Linked DNA regions of Sus scrofa: all the other regions are linked to region 2. A link is a contact called in public HiChIP or PLAC-seq and promoter capture Hi-C data. All regions are on one chromosome and are shown on one strand. Each heading gives the region's core, a stretch centred on a gene start, on an enhancer-like site or on the middle of the called end of the contact. The rest is flanking DNA. Distances are from core to core; before and after follow the strand shown. Region 1 holds the start of PAIP1 (polyadenylate-binding protein-interacting protein 1). Region 2 holds the start of ZNF131 (zinc finger protein 131). Region 3 holds the start of NNT (NAD(P) transhydrogenase, mitochondrial). Region 4 holds the start of C16H5orf34. Region 5 holds the start of SELENOP (selenoprotein P).

Region 1 (2,925 bases), core at 5-2,504, 320 kb before region 2:
AGGCTCAGTGGAACTAACTCCTTTACTTACCCAGGATCACATAGGCATTAAGGGGCACCACCAGGATCCAGACCAGAACTTCGACCTATTTTGAATCCTACATGCTTTCTCAACACCAAGGCACCACACTTCTTGCTAGCTTCCTTCCCTGGCTTCATTGTTTTTGCCACCAATCAACAGCATGAATCATTTATTCATGACTGCCTTCATTAAAGCCATTTTCCTCTTTCATTTAAGTGAAGACGTTAATGTTTTCTTTATTAGCAAGAAAATGGTTAACAAGAAGTTTTATTCTTAACTGAAATTATTCTCAAGCTTAACAAGATTGAAAAGCAGTAAGCCTTGCTTAAAACACAGAATTTGTGAAGATGTTTCAGTCTAACAGTTAAGAAATATTTTTTCTCCTTTTCATTACTTATATCATCCCTCATTTGGCTTTAGCACTGTCAGACTTGACTTAAACACACACACACACACACACACACTAACTTATACATAATGTCTAGAACTTTGCTGTGCAGTGCAGTAGCCACTACACTTGAAATGTGCCTAATCCCGAGAAAGATATGCTGGAAATGCAAAGTATACTGATTTTGATTAATATGAAAAGAGAGAAAATATCTATTAATATCTTTCTTTTTCCTTCTTTTTAGGACTGCATCAGCAGCATATGGATGTTACCAGGCTAGGGGTCCAATCAAAGCTGCAGCTGCCCACTTAGTCACAGCAACTGGGATTCAAGCGGAGTCTGCAGCCTACACCACAACTCACAGCAAGGCTGGATCCTTAACCCGCTGAGCAAGGCTAGGGATCCAGCCAGCATCCTCTTGGATCCTAGTCGGCTTCATTACCACTGAGCCACAACAGGAACTCCTCATTAATATCTTTAATTACATGTTTTGAATGATACCATTTGGGATCTATTGGACTAAGTAAAATATATTATCAAAATTAATTTCACCTGTTTTTATTTTCCTTCGGGTAATGTGCCTTCTAGAAAATGTATAATTACGTAAGTGGCTTGCATTTGTGGCCCGCACTATATTTTGATTGGACAGCAGTGGTAGAAGATGAAAAAGAGGGGAGTTTTATTGAAAGGTAGCGTGTTTTCTTAAAATTTCTGGAGAGGATGAAAAAAGGGAAGAGAGTCAAGCTTGGCCCCAGCGTGACCTACCATGATAAATACTGGGACTTGAGAAGGACGTGGGCGGGGGGGCATGTTTAGATTCCGTTCCTATTTCCCCCCCCCCCCCCGCGGCTAACGTTGCGGGTGGCAAAGAGCTTCCAGAGCCCCCTTCCCGACCAACCCTCGGGTCTCGCCGGCGCCGGGTCATTGAACACACCTGCGCGCCCACGGAGGTGCGCGTCCGCGAACCCTGGCGCCGGCTCACGCCCCCTCCCCCCGTATTTTTATTTTCCCGGCATCAACCGTCAGTCTCGCACTTCTCTCCTGAGAACCACCGAGTAAGCAGACCCTTTCAGGGGTAAGCGCCCCTCTCTGCCCCCAGCCCGGTTCCGTTTGCCGGGATGCCCCCGCGGCGGGCAGGGCTATCTAAAGGCCTAGGTGCCGCTTGTCCGGCGGCCTGCTGGGCCGCGGCAGCCCGCCCGCCGGGAACGGGAGGAGCTGCGGCGGGCGTGCCCGGGGCCTCCGGGCCGCGGGGGGCCGCTGTGACCTGCCTTCGCCCCCGCCGCACCGAAGGCGGGGGAGCCGGGTTTTGGGGGAGAATCGGAAAAAGCTGAGGGTAGCCGAGGGGGGCGGGCGCTCCGGAGCGGCGGGTTCCGTGGGTGCTCCAGCTGCCGTCCGCCCCGCCCGAAGCGCGGGGAGCCGAGCAGGGCCCAGAGTCCTCCTCCTCCATGAGGCCCGAGTGAGCGCGGCGGCGAGAGCCGGCCCGCGGCGCCTCCCCCCGCGTCCTCTCCAGAGCGCAGCGGCAGCGGCCCCCGGAGGAGGAGGAGGAGGAGCATGTCGGACGGTTTCGATCGGGCCCCAGGTGCTGGTCGGGGCCGGAGCCGGGGCCTGGGCCGCGGAGGGGGCGGGCCTGAGGGCGGCGGTTTCCCGAACGGAGCGGGGCCTGCTGAGCGGCCGCGGCACCAGCCGCCGCCGCAGCCCAAAGCCCCGGGCTTCTTGCAGCCACCGCCGCTGCGCCAGCCCAGGACGGCCCCGCCGCCAGGGGCCCAGTGCGAGGTCCCCGCCGGCCCCCAGCGGCCTCCCCGGCCCGGGGCGCTCCCAGGTACGGAGCCGCTCTAGGGGACCCTGTCCTCCAGGGCCAACGCTTCCCCAGGCCCTCCGCGCGCGCCCGAAGTCGGCGCGCCGTCTTCCTCCCTCGGGTTCCCCGAAAGCATTCCCCAAAGGGCCCGGTTGTTGCGGGGTGGGGACGGGCCCGGAACGGGGTTTGGAGGGTGGCGGATCGAATTCTTTGTGCGCCCGGGCTGGGGGAGGGGCCCGGTGCGCTGTCCCCGAGTTCTGCTGTCCCGGGAGGAAGTAAAAATTGCCTCCCCCTCCCCAGCCCCCCGAGAGGGAGGCCTGAGGCGGGCAGCCACCTCTTTTTAACCGACTCCTTCGAAAAGAAAAAAGGAAAAAATAAGCCTGAAGCGTTCATTTAGGAAGCAGGTATGTTCATAAACGAACTAAAGCAAGTCTATTGTTCCTTTTTGCAGGCTCTGTACATATTCTGGCGATAACCTTACATTTCCTGATCGTTCTTGTATAACTTAAAAACCAGCCCTACTCAGATGGCTTTTCATTATATAGTAAGTTGTTATGCAAAGGAATGAATGCATCTTAACACCCCCTTTTTTCCCCTTTCTCAGAACAAACGAGGCCCCTGAGAGCTCCACCTAATTCACAGGATAACATCCCACAGCAGAATTTGGAGTCAGCAATGGCTAAACCCCAGGTGGTGGTAGCTCCTGTATTAATGTCAAAGC
Region 2 (2,736 bases), core at 141-2,640:
GTGCACACCCCCCGCAGACTTTAGATACAGAGTCCTTAGAAGGTGGGTAAAAAAGGCGGGTGGAGGAAAGGGAGATGAGAACTGAAGCCACAATTCGCTCCTCAGCCCACCACCGTACCCACCGTCGACAATCAAGGTGATGTCAGTAAACCGGTCCTGCTCTCGCTGTTCATTCAATCGGTCCAGGATCATTTTATGATGTTCAGGGAACTCCTGAAGGCATTCCATCGTCTCTTCGGCCTCCATGGCCGTCGGGTTGCTCTACAAAAGAGGAGCATGATAATGTACACTCATGAGCTCGGGCTGAGGAACAAAACCCCTAAAGCATAAAACAACAACAACAAAAAAACAAAACCCAGCAACGTGAAAAGAAGGGGGGAGGGTGAGGCAAGAGGAGAGGAAAACGAGTGAAGAAAGAAAGGCGAGCCGGGCGGCCGCCGCGCGTAGGGCGCCGGAGCCGCGGCCGCGGGACTCCGAGCCTGACCTAATTGGAGTCGGGAGACGCGAGCTGGAGCGGGGTGGGCACAGCGCCGGAGGCTCCGGGCGCTGGGGCGCGCAAGTCCGGCAGGGGAGGGGACCCGACAGCCGCCGCGGCCCTCTAACGGCCCGCCAAGCCCTTCGGCCCGGCCCTGGCTTCCACCGCCCCGGGACCCGGTCCGGCCCGCGGCCCACAACGACTCCCGGGTCGCCTCTCCCTCCCCCGCCCTCCCTCTTCTCCCCCGCCCCGACCGGGCCGGCACTCACTCAGGGAAGGAGGAGCGGCCCGGGCTTGCGCGTCACTTACGTCGACGTGCTGCGTCACCGCGTCGTGCTCCGGCTGACGCGGACGCCTACTGAGCGCCGACCCACTGAGCTACGCCCCCACCCGCCCTCTTGTAGTGGCAGGGCGGAGCTAACGGAGAGGATTTGGCGCTCGCGGAGCCGAGGGCGCCAGCTCTGGAAGGAGGAAGTGCGGGTGTGGTTGGGTTGAGCCGGTATAGGGCCTGGCTTTGTCCTGAGTGGAGCCCCACCTTCCACCCACGCCCACGTCTGATTCCAGGTGTGAACACTTCCAACCCGGACCTCAGAATAAACTCGCAACCGGTTCCCAGTGTGCTTTTGCTTAACCGCCCCCAGTCCCGCCCCGCCCCCTTCCCTCCCAAGGCCTAGGTCCGGCCGCCTTACCTAGCTCACGATCCTCCCTCTCTCCTTTCCGTCCCCGAAAGCCTTTCCTTCTCTGCTCTCCCCTCTTGGGGTGTGACTCGCCCCACGCTTTTCCCTACCCCTAAACGACGCCTCGCCCGCCATTTCCTGCGAGTGTCGGAGCTCTCTCCGCTTGGGTCCGGCCGGCGCACGTGCGCTCGCTCCGAGACCCGGGTGGCCGCCGCGCCGGCTGCGGCGGCCACGGGCGCGAGCACGTTCCGGCCGCCTAGGATCTTCCTCCCGGGTGCCCGCCCTCTCAGTGCTCGGCGAGTAGCACATGTTTGCTAGGCTCAGGACCTGCATCTGCTCTGATTTTTACACCTAGTACTATTACTGCAGCTCTCTGTTTCCCAATCTGCGCGCTTGAAGAGGCCGTTGACCCATAATCAGCTCACGTAACTGAAGTCATTCATTCATTCCTCTGAAAAAATGACTTTTTGAAGATGATATGATCAAGGCTTAGTCTTTTCTCTCAAAAGGAAGATTGGGATTAGGGAAGAATTTAGTATTGATTAAGGGTAAATGTAACTATTTCATTAGTCATTTATTGAGAGCCGGCGTTGTGCTAAGGCACTGTTTAAGGGACTGGGAAATCCAACAGTGAATAACTCATATGTAGTTTCTGCCTTCCCAATCTTAGTTTATGGAGGAGACATTTTGAACATTTAATTGCATGAGTGCTGACTACCGAGTGTTATGAGATGTGAAGAACAAGATAATCTGGGAGTCAAGGAAAACTGGTGACCTATAAGAAGCAATATGAAGTTGAGTGTTCTTAGCCAAGAGGCACCAAGGCTACAGCATTCCAGGAGCTGAAAGAATGTTACTAGACAGACCCACAGGGGCCTTGTAAAAAGTGCTGAAGATGTTAAGATTTTCTTATAGTCACAATGGAAAGTCTTGAAGGTTGAGCAGGAAAGCGACATGGTAAATTTTACTTTTTTTTGTCCTGGCTCAATGTATTGTGGAAATTCCTAGGTCAGGGCTGCTGCAGTGACCACACTGGATCCTTAATCTGCTGCACCACAAGGGAACTCTGTTTAAGAAGAGAATTATAGGGAGTTCCCGTTGTAACACAGCGGAAATGAATATGACTAGGAACCATGAGGTTGCCGGTTCCATCCCTGGCCTTTTTCAGTGGGTTAAGGATCTGGTGTTGTCCTGAGCTGTGGTGTAGGTCGCAGACGCTGCAAGGTTCCTGTGTTGCTGAGGCTCTGGTGTAGGCTGGCAGCTGTAGCTCCGATTCAACCCCTAGCCTGGGAACCTCCATATGCTGCGGGTGTGGCCCCAAGGGGGGCAAAAAAAAAAAAGAGAATTATAGCTCTAATATGGAAAATAGATTAAATGGGACAAAATACAAAGAGTAAAGACTTATTGAGAAGGTGTTAGTAATCTAGATGAAACCATGGTGGCAAATGGGATTAGAAAACTAGATGGAATATGAAAAAAGTACATGTATATAAAGAAAAAACTAGATAGAATCTAGAGACAGAATCAACATTGTCTGGAAAGTACCTCATGGCTATATATATAAGAGAGAACAGTCAAGGATGG
Region 3 (2,700 bases), core at 19-2,518, 340 kb before region 2:
CCCCTTCTCGACCCAAAGAAACTTGCCCTAACTACCTGCCCCAACATAAACTCACAAATTTCGCTCGCCACCTCCTGTGTCATCCACCCCAAACTTCCTCCAGGTTCAAGCACACTTCCGGGCGTCCAGCTGCCAACTCTCTGAATGCACCCTCTACCGAAAGTCCTCTATGACCTCCCCCCTTCCTCCCATCTTTCAGGCTGAAACCACCCCATGCAACTCCCGCCACCCCCCAAAGCTCCAAAATCTGCACCTGCACAGCTGACGCCTCGTTCCCTGCTCTCTGCAAAGATCCAGTTCTCGAATCCGCCACCCCACTACCTTCCACGTCGCCCCCACTTGAGACAAGAAAGGGTGCCCTCGAGGCAAGGTTCTCCTTCCCGGCCCAAGGCTCTAGGCCTGCAGGCGCCGGAGTGCACCCGGTGCCGGGGTCACTGCCGACCCCGCACCACTGCGGTCCTTGACAGGTCACCTTCCCGGTAGGGGCCGGGATCCTTGGGACTAACCCCGCGCCCCTTCCCCAGCTGCACCCCAGGCGCGCGCCTGGGTTGCCGGCGCCGCGCTGCTCACCTTGGCGAGAAGTCCCCGCGGCCGCGGGCCGCTAGCTGACGCCGTGCTGGCAGACCCGGGTTCCAGCCCGCCGGCGCGACGCCTCCAACCTTCCAACCCGGAAGAACAGCCCTAACTCTAGCTGCAGAGGCCACGTGACAGCGGCGCAGCCCCCATCCCGGCCCAGCGCCCCTTCCTCGCCAGGCCCGTCTTTGCTCCCGGCCCCCTCTGCCCGCCTGCCCGCTCACCATCTTTCCAGACGAGAGAGTGACCTCACGAAACTCCCTTTAGGGCGCAAAGGCCACTTACCCCGAGGGGCGCTTCCCGCTTCTCGGTGGCAGCCAAAAACCTCTTTGTCTTGGGCTGGACCTGAGCCCCCACTCCCCACCCCGCCTCCGCGCTTTCCCTCGCCCGTCCTTGTCAATCAAACCTGGCCCGAAGCTGCTGCCGAAGTTTCCAGGACTGCATTTGTTCACCCAGCCCTGGAGAGCCAGTTATAAAGTGTGATTTTCTTCCCAGTGGCCCACCAAAACAAATAAGATAACAGAACTCCACTTTGGGTACCTGACTTTCCTGTGGCACTTTAGGAAAAATCAGAACTTCTGATTCGAGAGAGGACCAAAAGAAAAGTGGGAGGAGGCCAGGAGGTGGTGAAAGGCGGGAATAGGGGCGTTATTTTTCCATTCCGGACGGAGAGGTGGAGTTAAATTCCTCTGAAAGGATGCAAGGCCCAAAAATTAACACAATCTGCGTGCTGGTCTTCCAACAGCCCGCCCATATAAAGCCATGGGCTTCAATTAGCATTAATATCCAGGTGCTGGAGAGCCCCCTGCTCGGGCCTAGGCTGATTTCGGCAAAATTACTGGCTCCAGAACGTGATGACTTCTGTTACTTGGTCTGCAGGTGTCTTCCGATTAAAAGTGGGAGGAATAAATTCTAGAGTATAAATTAGTTCATCTACCCAAAGCTGAGTCATCATGAAGTGTCAGAAGAAGGGTCACTGCTTTTTTCACTTTAATTGAAATATTTAAAGTGAGTTTAAAAATTATGAATCTCAGGGTATAAGACAAAACAGATATTCCACATCCTTAAAGGGAAAAACTCCAGGGAAACCCTTACTTTGAGAACGTTTCTTGTGTTTAACCAACACAAAGGTCATTTAATTCACGGACTCCTACTGCATCCAGATGAGGTAAAAAACACTGTCCAGTCCTGGAAGAGTTCACAGATAGGAAAGGAAACAGCCCCATGTTTTAAAATAATAATGGGAGTTCCCACTGTGGCGCAGGGGAAACGAATCTGACTAGGAACCATGAGGTTGTGAGTTCAAACCCTGGCCTTGCTCAGTGGGTTAAGGATCCAGGGTTGCCCTGAGCTGTGGTGTGGTGTAGGTCGCAGACGCGGCTCCTATCTGTCATTGCTGTGGCTCTGGCCTAGGCCAGCAGCGACAGCTCCGATTGGATCCCTAGCCTGGGAACCTCCATATGCCCATGGTGCAGCCCTAAAAGGACAAAAGACAGAAAAAATAATAATAATTAAAATAATAATGAACCGTGATAAGTGCAACCTTAGAGACAGGTTCAAGATACTGAAAGTACAGCGAGCCAGGAGTAATTGATAAGGAGCAATTGATTAAGTAATTGATTAAAACTAAGCTCCTTTCACAAAATATTTAAGTCAGATCATGCTATACACCTAAAACATATGCAGTGCTGTATGTCAGTTATATCTCAATAAAACTGGGGGGGTGGGGATTAAGCTTGTTTTAAAACACATGGGGAGGAAGGAGGCAAGTGTTTGCCTCTTCTCTCAAGGCTTAACAAATTGGTTCCCAGGTGGGGACAATTTGTCCCACATTGTCTGGAGACATTTTGGTTATCACAGCTTAAAATGGGAGGCATCCAATGGGTAGAGGCTACTAAACACCTTACATGACACAGGATAGCCCCTTACAACACAGGATCCCCAACATCAATAATGCTAAGTCTGAGAAACCCTAGCTTAAATAAATGCTCAATGGCTTATTTACTTTTACTTATTTGGGATTATATCACAGGAGAACAAATCCGAAGATGATATATTGATTTTTACTTTTTCTGTTAAGTAGTAAGTATACGGTAATTTTAAAAATTCATTCTGCTCATTTGTCCA
Region 4 (2,755 bases), core at 250-2,749, 280 kb before region 2:
TGCATATGTCAATGGCCCCATTGCAGGCCTCTCTCCCCTAAGAAGAGACTTTCTCCCTCTTTAATCAGTTTTAACCAAATGGTTTTCTTTCAGCACCCCCTCCCCTTTTTTTTCATGGCCACACCCATGGCATATGGAAGTTCCTGGTGTCAGGAATTGAATCCCAGCCACAGCTATGACCTACGCAATGCCACATCCTTTAACACACTGCGCCAGGCTGAGGATCAAACCCAAGCCCCCATGGGGACCAGAGCCCCAGCAATCAGATTCTTAACCCACTGCAACAGAGCAGAAACTCTTCTTTCAGCCCTCTTAAGGTACCAGATCTTTCCTTTGGGCTTAAAGGCCTTCACACAGGCTGTTACCTCTACCTAGCTAACGCCTACTTATCCTTTGAATTTCAGTGGAAATATTACCTCAGCTTGGGTTAGATCTGCCCACTACATGCTCTCACAAACCTCTGTGTTTTATCTTAAGGACACTTACCATAAATGTGATCGAATTATTGTCTAGTTGTTTCTTTCCAGTTAATCTCTAGCCCTCATCCTCGACCCTAGGTCTCATTCCCTCGTTTATCCCCATTATGCTTAGCACATAGCAGGCTCTTCATAAATATTTGCTTTAATGGCAATAAATAAATATAGCAGACACCTCCACTTGCTATTTTTAAAAAAACGTTTAAAGGTGCAAAGACAATTGAAAGACGTATTTTCTTTCTTTTTGTCTTTTTGCCATTTCTTGGGCCGCTCTCTCAGCATATGGAGGTTCCCAGGCTAGGGGTTTAATCGGAGCTGTAGCCGCTGGCCTACGCCAGAGCCACAGCAACGCGGGATCCGAGCCGCCTCTGCGACCTACACCACAGCTCACGGCAACGCTGGATCCTTAAGCCACTGAGCAAGGCCAGGGATCAAACCCTCAACCTCATGGTTCCTAGCGGATTCGTTAACCACTGAGCCAGGACGGGAACTCCTGAAAGACATTTTCTGCCACCAAACTAGGAAAAGCAGAGGTCTCCATCTTTTGCCAATTTTTTTTTCCAATGGCTTATTGACGTCTAATTGTTTAGATTATTTAAATTAACATCACTCCACAAGGCTCACTCTTGCTGTTATCTCGCTTAGCCCATCAGAATGCTGGTCCTCACCGGCTTTATCGCAACCAGGTGGGAAAGGGTGGGTACCAGAAATGAAAACCGGAGAGGAGTCGACCAGCTTCCGGACTGGGACTCCGCCTCCCTACTTCCGGTCCCACCCTCCGTTGCGTGCGGAGGGCGCGGTCAGGTCAGGACTTCCGGTCTTCCTTTGTAAGGCTAAACGGCTTTCTTTGGTGCGGCAAGGTTTGAATCTCAGCTGTTGGCCTTTGCTTTCTCTGTCGCCAGCTGCCTTTGCTCACCCGCTCCTCGGACTTGGCGAAAGACCTCCAAACACTCTCCCTGTGGCCTTATTCCTCTCGGTTATGATTGTATTCGTTCGTCGAGAAGCATCACCTACTGGTAATTTGTCAGATTCAAAAACTATTACTCGAGAAGCAGGCGTGGGCCGGCGCCGACGCCGACTTCGAGCATTTTGGCAAAGTAAAGCGCTAGGGCCGTTGATTGTCCTTGTTTCCAGGATTGTTCGGTTCAGAGCTCCTTTCTCTGTGAGTCCAAGACTTTGGTTGTTATTTCAGTGAGGCTTTTTCTGTAACAAGACATCGCATTTTAAAAAAATGAGATTCCCGTTGATGTCTGGAGCAACCTTGTGGCTTTTTGACCGATAAACATACGCGGGCGTAATGTGGTAGCTGTTGAAAACACCACAGGAAAAAGACAGTAGAAATTAGGCTGGAAATGTGGGTTGGAGTCGGATTATGTTTATGATATGCCAGGAACTTCAGACATTCCACTGTTTCTTGTGTATGCTTGGTTATTTAAGTAATCCAAACAACAATTATACCCCCAATAAGCTGTTAAAAAAAACAAACTTGTCTAAAGAGAGAGACCTTTTTCCAATTGATAGCAGAAAATATGTTTCCCAACTGTTTATCTGCACCGTTTTTTTTCTGAAATATATCTATGGTACATGTAGCTGCAATATAAATATATTGATTGCTATGAATATTTACTTTTAACAAGTATGTAAACAAATGATGTAAAGTGGTTGATACGGTCTTGGTTGTGGAAAGTTACCTATGAAGGCAATACTGGAAATGAATTGGAGAGGGGAAAAACTAGGAAAAGGTCCCAAGAGTTTACACGAGTAGAGGGTAAAGGTGATGACCTGAAATAGAAACGGAGGAGCCGCATTTATGAGAGTGAGGTACAAAATCAACAGGACTTGTTACAGAGGTATAAAGGAGGAGTTCCCGTCGTGGCGCAGTGGTTGACGAATCCGACTAGGAACCATGAGGTTGCGGGTTCGGTCCCTGCCCTTGCTCAGTGGGTTAACGATGTGGCGTTGCCGTGAGCTGTGGTGTGTAGGCCGGCGGCTGCAGCTCCGATTGGACCCCTAGCCTGGGAAGATTGGACCCCTAGCCTGGGAACCTCCATATGCCACGGAAGCGGCCCAAGAAATGGCAAAACGACCAAAAAAAAAAAAAGGGAAAACAGTGTTAGGTCAAATATTGCTAACATTGAGATGCCATTAACTCAAATTACAAATTCAGGAGGAACAAGAATTTTAAAATTCACTAATATATTCTTATACATTACATATATATTTATCATTAAATACATATTTATAATAAATATTTATTGCAGTCTTTATTATTGGCCAAG
Region 5 (2,700 bases), core at 198-2,697, 270 kb after region 2:
TCCTGGGCACTTCGTCTTGGAGCTAGCTACACACTTGGAGGGAATTCTTTGACACAGGAGGCAGCGGCTAAGCCTCAGGTAAAGGAAGGAGCTGATGGCCCAATACTTGATTTTCTGTTACAGATGGACCCAATGTGACTGTATAAATTTGTCAGGAAAATGAACCATAGGATCATCTGCTTTATACAATTCCCACCCCCCCACAAGATTCTTTTAAAAAGCAAGCTATGTATAGGTGTATTTTTTTTTCCTGGGGAAAAACTAAACATTTCACTGGATTCTCAAAGGGATCTGGGACCTCAAAAGGTTAAGATCAACTGCTTAGTGTGAGGAAATAGAATTTGGCTTTCAAATGCCAGGCTTCTACTTCGACAGTATGTTTCTTTATAGCATAGATAACCATCTGAGCCTCTTTGTACTTCCTGCATCTTGTACAATAGAACCCAGCTTGCAGCAATCAATAGGAGTTTGTTTGCACAAAAATGCATCCATAGTGAAAGCAAGGCTTACTTGAAAACCATCACCATCCAGGGCTGATATCATTTGACATTGCTCCTGCCCTTACGCATCACAGAGGGGGTATGTGTGTGCTCATTTGTAGCCATTGGTGGAAAGACTTTATCCACTTCTGAAAGAGAAGGAATTTTCAATTTTAGTTTTACATTTTGGAATTTCTATACCCGTTTCCTGTCTAGCCACTATCACAGCTAACTTGTATTTGTGTGGTATTTAAATTTGTAAAGTGTTTTTTTTTTTTTTTAATACTTAAAAAATTTCTGTCAGATCCATAAATCTTCCAGGGAGCAGGACTTCTGTGATGAGAAGAATGAGGCCTGGTTTCCCTCCCTATTTCCTTATTCATTTCCTCAAATGAAAAAGAAAGGAGCAGAGATACTGTGAGATTCCACAGAGATTCAGGTTTTAAACACTGCAAAATAATCCTAGCAGATCTGTACCAATAGGAGACAGGAAAGATTTGAAAGAGCAGATGACTTTTCTGACAAAGCTCACAGTTTGGGTTAGGCTAGCACCTGGCCACTACAAACAGAAGAAAAAAATTTTTTTTCTTTTTTTAAAGCGGCAGCTTAACTTGCTGGCTCAGCAAATGTTTTTCCCTATTATAGTTTGGAAAAGAGCATGACTTGGAGGCCTTCTTTACCCTTAGCCCTTCCTCCCGCCCCAGACTGTACCATTAAATCCTAGACACTGGGGTGACTGAAAAGGATAGGGAATAAAATTGTAATTGCCAAAAAACTTTCTCCCCATTTTATGCCTGGCAGTGCTTACTACTTTTTTAAAAAGTTGATTATAAGAATCATTTCAGGGGTTTGCTCTGCTTGCAAGGTCACCGCCTGAGCGGGCACTGAACTTTGGATTATGACTGAAGAGTGAGGTAAACAACAGGACTATAAATATCCAAGTTTCTGGCTGTGGCTTTGTGGAGCTGCCGAGCTGAGCAAAGAGAAAGGAAGCAAGCTAGTCGGAAGGGGTCGTGTAAGTAGGAACTTTGTGTTTTTCATGATTGATTCCTTGAGAGTTTGGTAAATAACTTGATTTTTGAGTCTGATAAAATGTTTCTGTCCTTAGAATAGATTTAAAAAAAAAAAGATTGGTAAAGAAAATAAAAGTAATACTGAAGAAAGAACAAAAGAGTCTAAACTCCGGCAGTGGGCACATTGACAATTCTTGCTAATTTTTGCCCTGCCTTCTGCACAGCTAAGGATGAAGATGGGGGCAATGGAGGCTGGAGAAATCGAACACTTTTACTTTGCAAAAAGTTGTGCTGTCTTACGGGCAATATTGTATGTTCACGCTTACGTATCTCCCACGAAAGGCAGAGTGAGAGCTTTAAGGGGAAAAATAGCCCATGGGTTTGAAGAGCAAGGACTGAAATATGGCCATTCCACAGTGCTGTAGAAACGTCCAGGGTATTGTGAGCAGTTTCGCATTAAAGAACAGCAGCAAAAGGGGAGGGCAGGTTTGGTTCACTGTGTGGAAATGATCACCCTGGAAAGAGTTAAACCTGTGTCAGAATCAGGTGGTCTGTGATTAAATGTGAGGTGGTTTTCAGGTGAGTGAGGTGGGACCCTCAGATGGGAGTCTGAAATTCAGGGGAAGAGGGTGGAAAAAGATTGTGCATACTTTGCCTTCTGATGGGGTATTTTAAACAAATGTAAGTCTGTATGTGGCCAACAAATCTAGGTTTTGTGATTGAAAGTGGTGAGATTAATGAAATTCACAACTACATTTTAATTGTTATTGCACTGCCTTCCAGGAAATCTAATTTTCTTATTTATTGTCACTATTTTATACAGCTGCCTGACAGCTGTAATCAATCAGAAGTTTATTATGTAAAAAATGAGCTCACGAAAACAAAGCCGAACAGCCTATTGATTCAGTGACAGGAAAATCTGAATATAATCCACTATCCTCTGCCAATGGCTTTAGTTATTTTTCATTAAAAAAAAAATGAGAAATACGTGATAGAACCTTTTCATTTATATTCACTATTCAGCCATTCGGAATGGTATACTGTATGGCAAAGTGACGGTGCCAAGTGTATTCCAGAAAGCAGAGAAATCTAGCCATTCTAGTAAGAAACAAAACATCTTGAATAATTTTGACATTCTCTTTGTCATCTTAGGGCAAAAATCCTGGCTCCTAGAGCTATTAAAAGTTGACCTGTCTAAAAACCGTAGC

Evidence for each region. Promoter capture Hi-C pulls out the DNA fragments that hold promoters and counts their contacts. HiChIP or PLAC-seq counts read pairs in DNA pulled down with a chosen protein or histone mark.
Region 1: a promoter capture Hi-C map of fetal liver shows a contact between it and region 2, with 3 times the contacts expected there. The contact joins the promoter of PAIP1 here to the promoter of ZNF131 in region 2. A contact is called at or near these places in 1 of 5 promoter capture datasets (fetal liver), 2 of 47 Hi-C or Micro-C datasets (liver and skeletal muscle) and 1 of 2 datasets of contacts at active chromatin or transcription factors (alveolar macrophages).
Region 3: an H3K27ac HiChIP or PLAC-seq map of alveolar macrophages shows a contact between it and region 2. The contact joins the promoter of NNT here to the promoter of ZNF131 in region 2. A contact is called at or near these places in 2 of 2 datasets of contacts at active chromatin or transcription factors (alveolar macrophages and skeletal muscle).
Region 4: an H3K27ac HiChIP or PLAC-seq map of alveolar macrophages shows a contact between it and region 2. The contact joins the promoter of C16H5orf34 here to the promoter of ZNF131 in region 2. A contact is called at or near these places in 1 of 5 promoter capture datasets (fetal liver) and 2 of 2 datasets of contacts at active chromatin or transcription factors (alveolar macrophages and skeletal muscle).
Region 5: an H3K27ac HiChIP or PLAC-seq map of skeletal muscle shows a contact between it and region 2. The contact joins the promoter of SELENOP here to the promoter of ZNF131 in region 2. A contact is called at or near these places in 2 of 47 Hi-C or Micro-C datasets (fetal skeletal muscle and skeletal muscle) and 1 of 2 datasets of contacts at active chromatin or transcription factors (skeletal muscle).

What each region holds. Positions count from the first base shown.
Region 1 is chr16:28,132,625-28,135,549 of Sscrofa11.1, reverse strand. PAIP1 (polyadenylate-binding protein-interacting protein 1) reads left to right here and starts at 1,254. Exons shown (of 11, transcript XM_005657616.3): 1 at 1,254-1,484; 2 at 2,809-2,925. The coding sequence starts at 2,880.
Region 2 is chr16:27,812,628-27,815,363 of Sscrofa11.1, reverse strand. It overlaps ZNF131 (zinc finger protein 131), which reads right to left and starts at 1,390. Exons shown (of 7, transcript XM_021076671.1): 1 at 1,165-1,390; 2 at 123-261. The coding sequence starts at 246.
Region 3 is chr16:28,155,760-28,158,459 of Sscrofa11.1, reverse strand. NNT (NAD(P) transhydrogenase, mitochondrial) reads right to left here and starts at 1,268. Exons shown (of 22, transcript XM_021076996.1): 1 at 1,114-1,268.
Region 4 is chr16:28,092,950-28,095,704 of Sscrofa11.1, reverse strand. C16H5orf34 reads left to right here and starts at 1,499. Exons shown (of 14, transcript XM_021077011.1): 1 at 1,499-1,638.
Region 5 is chr16:27,546,610-27,549,309 of Sscrofa11.1, reverse strand. It overlaps SELENOP (selenoprotein P), which reads left to right and starts at 1,447. Exons shown (of 5, transcript NM_001134823.1): 1 at 1,447-1,494.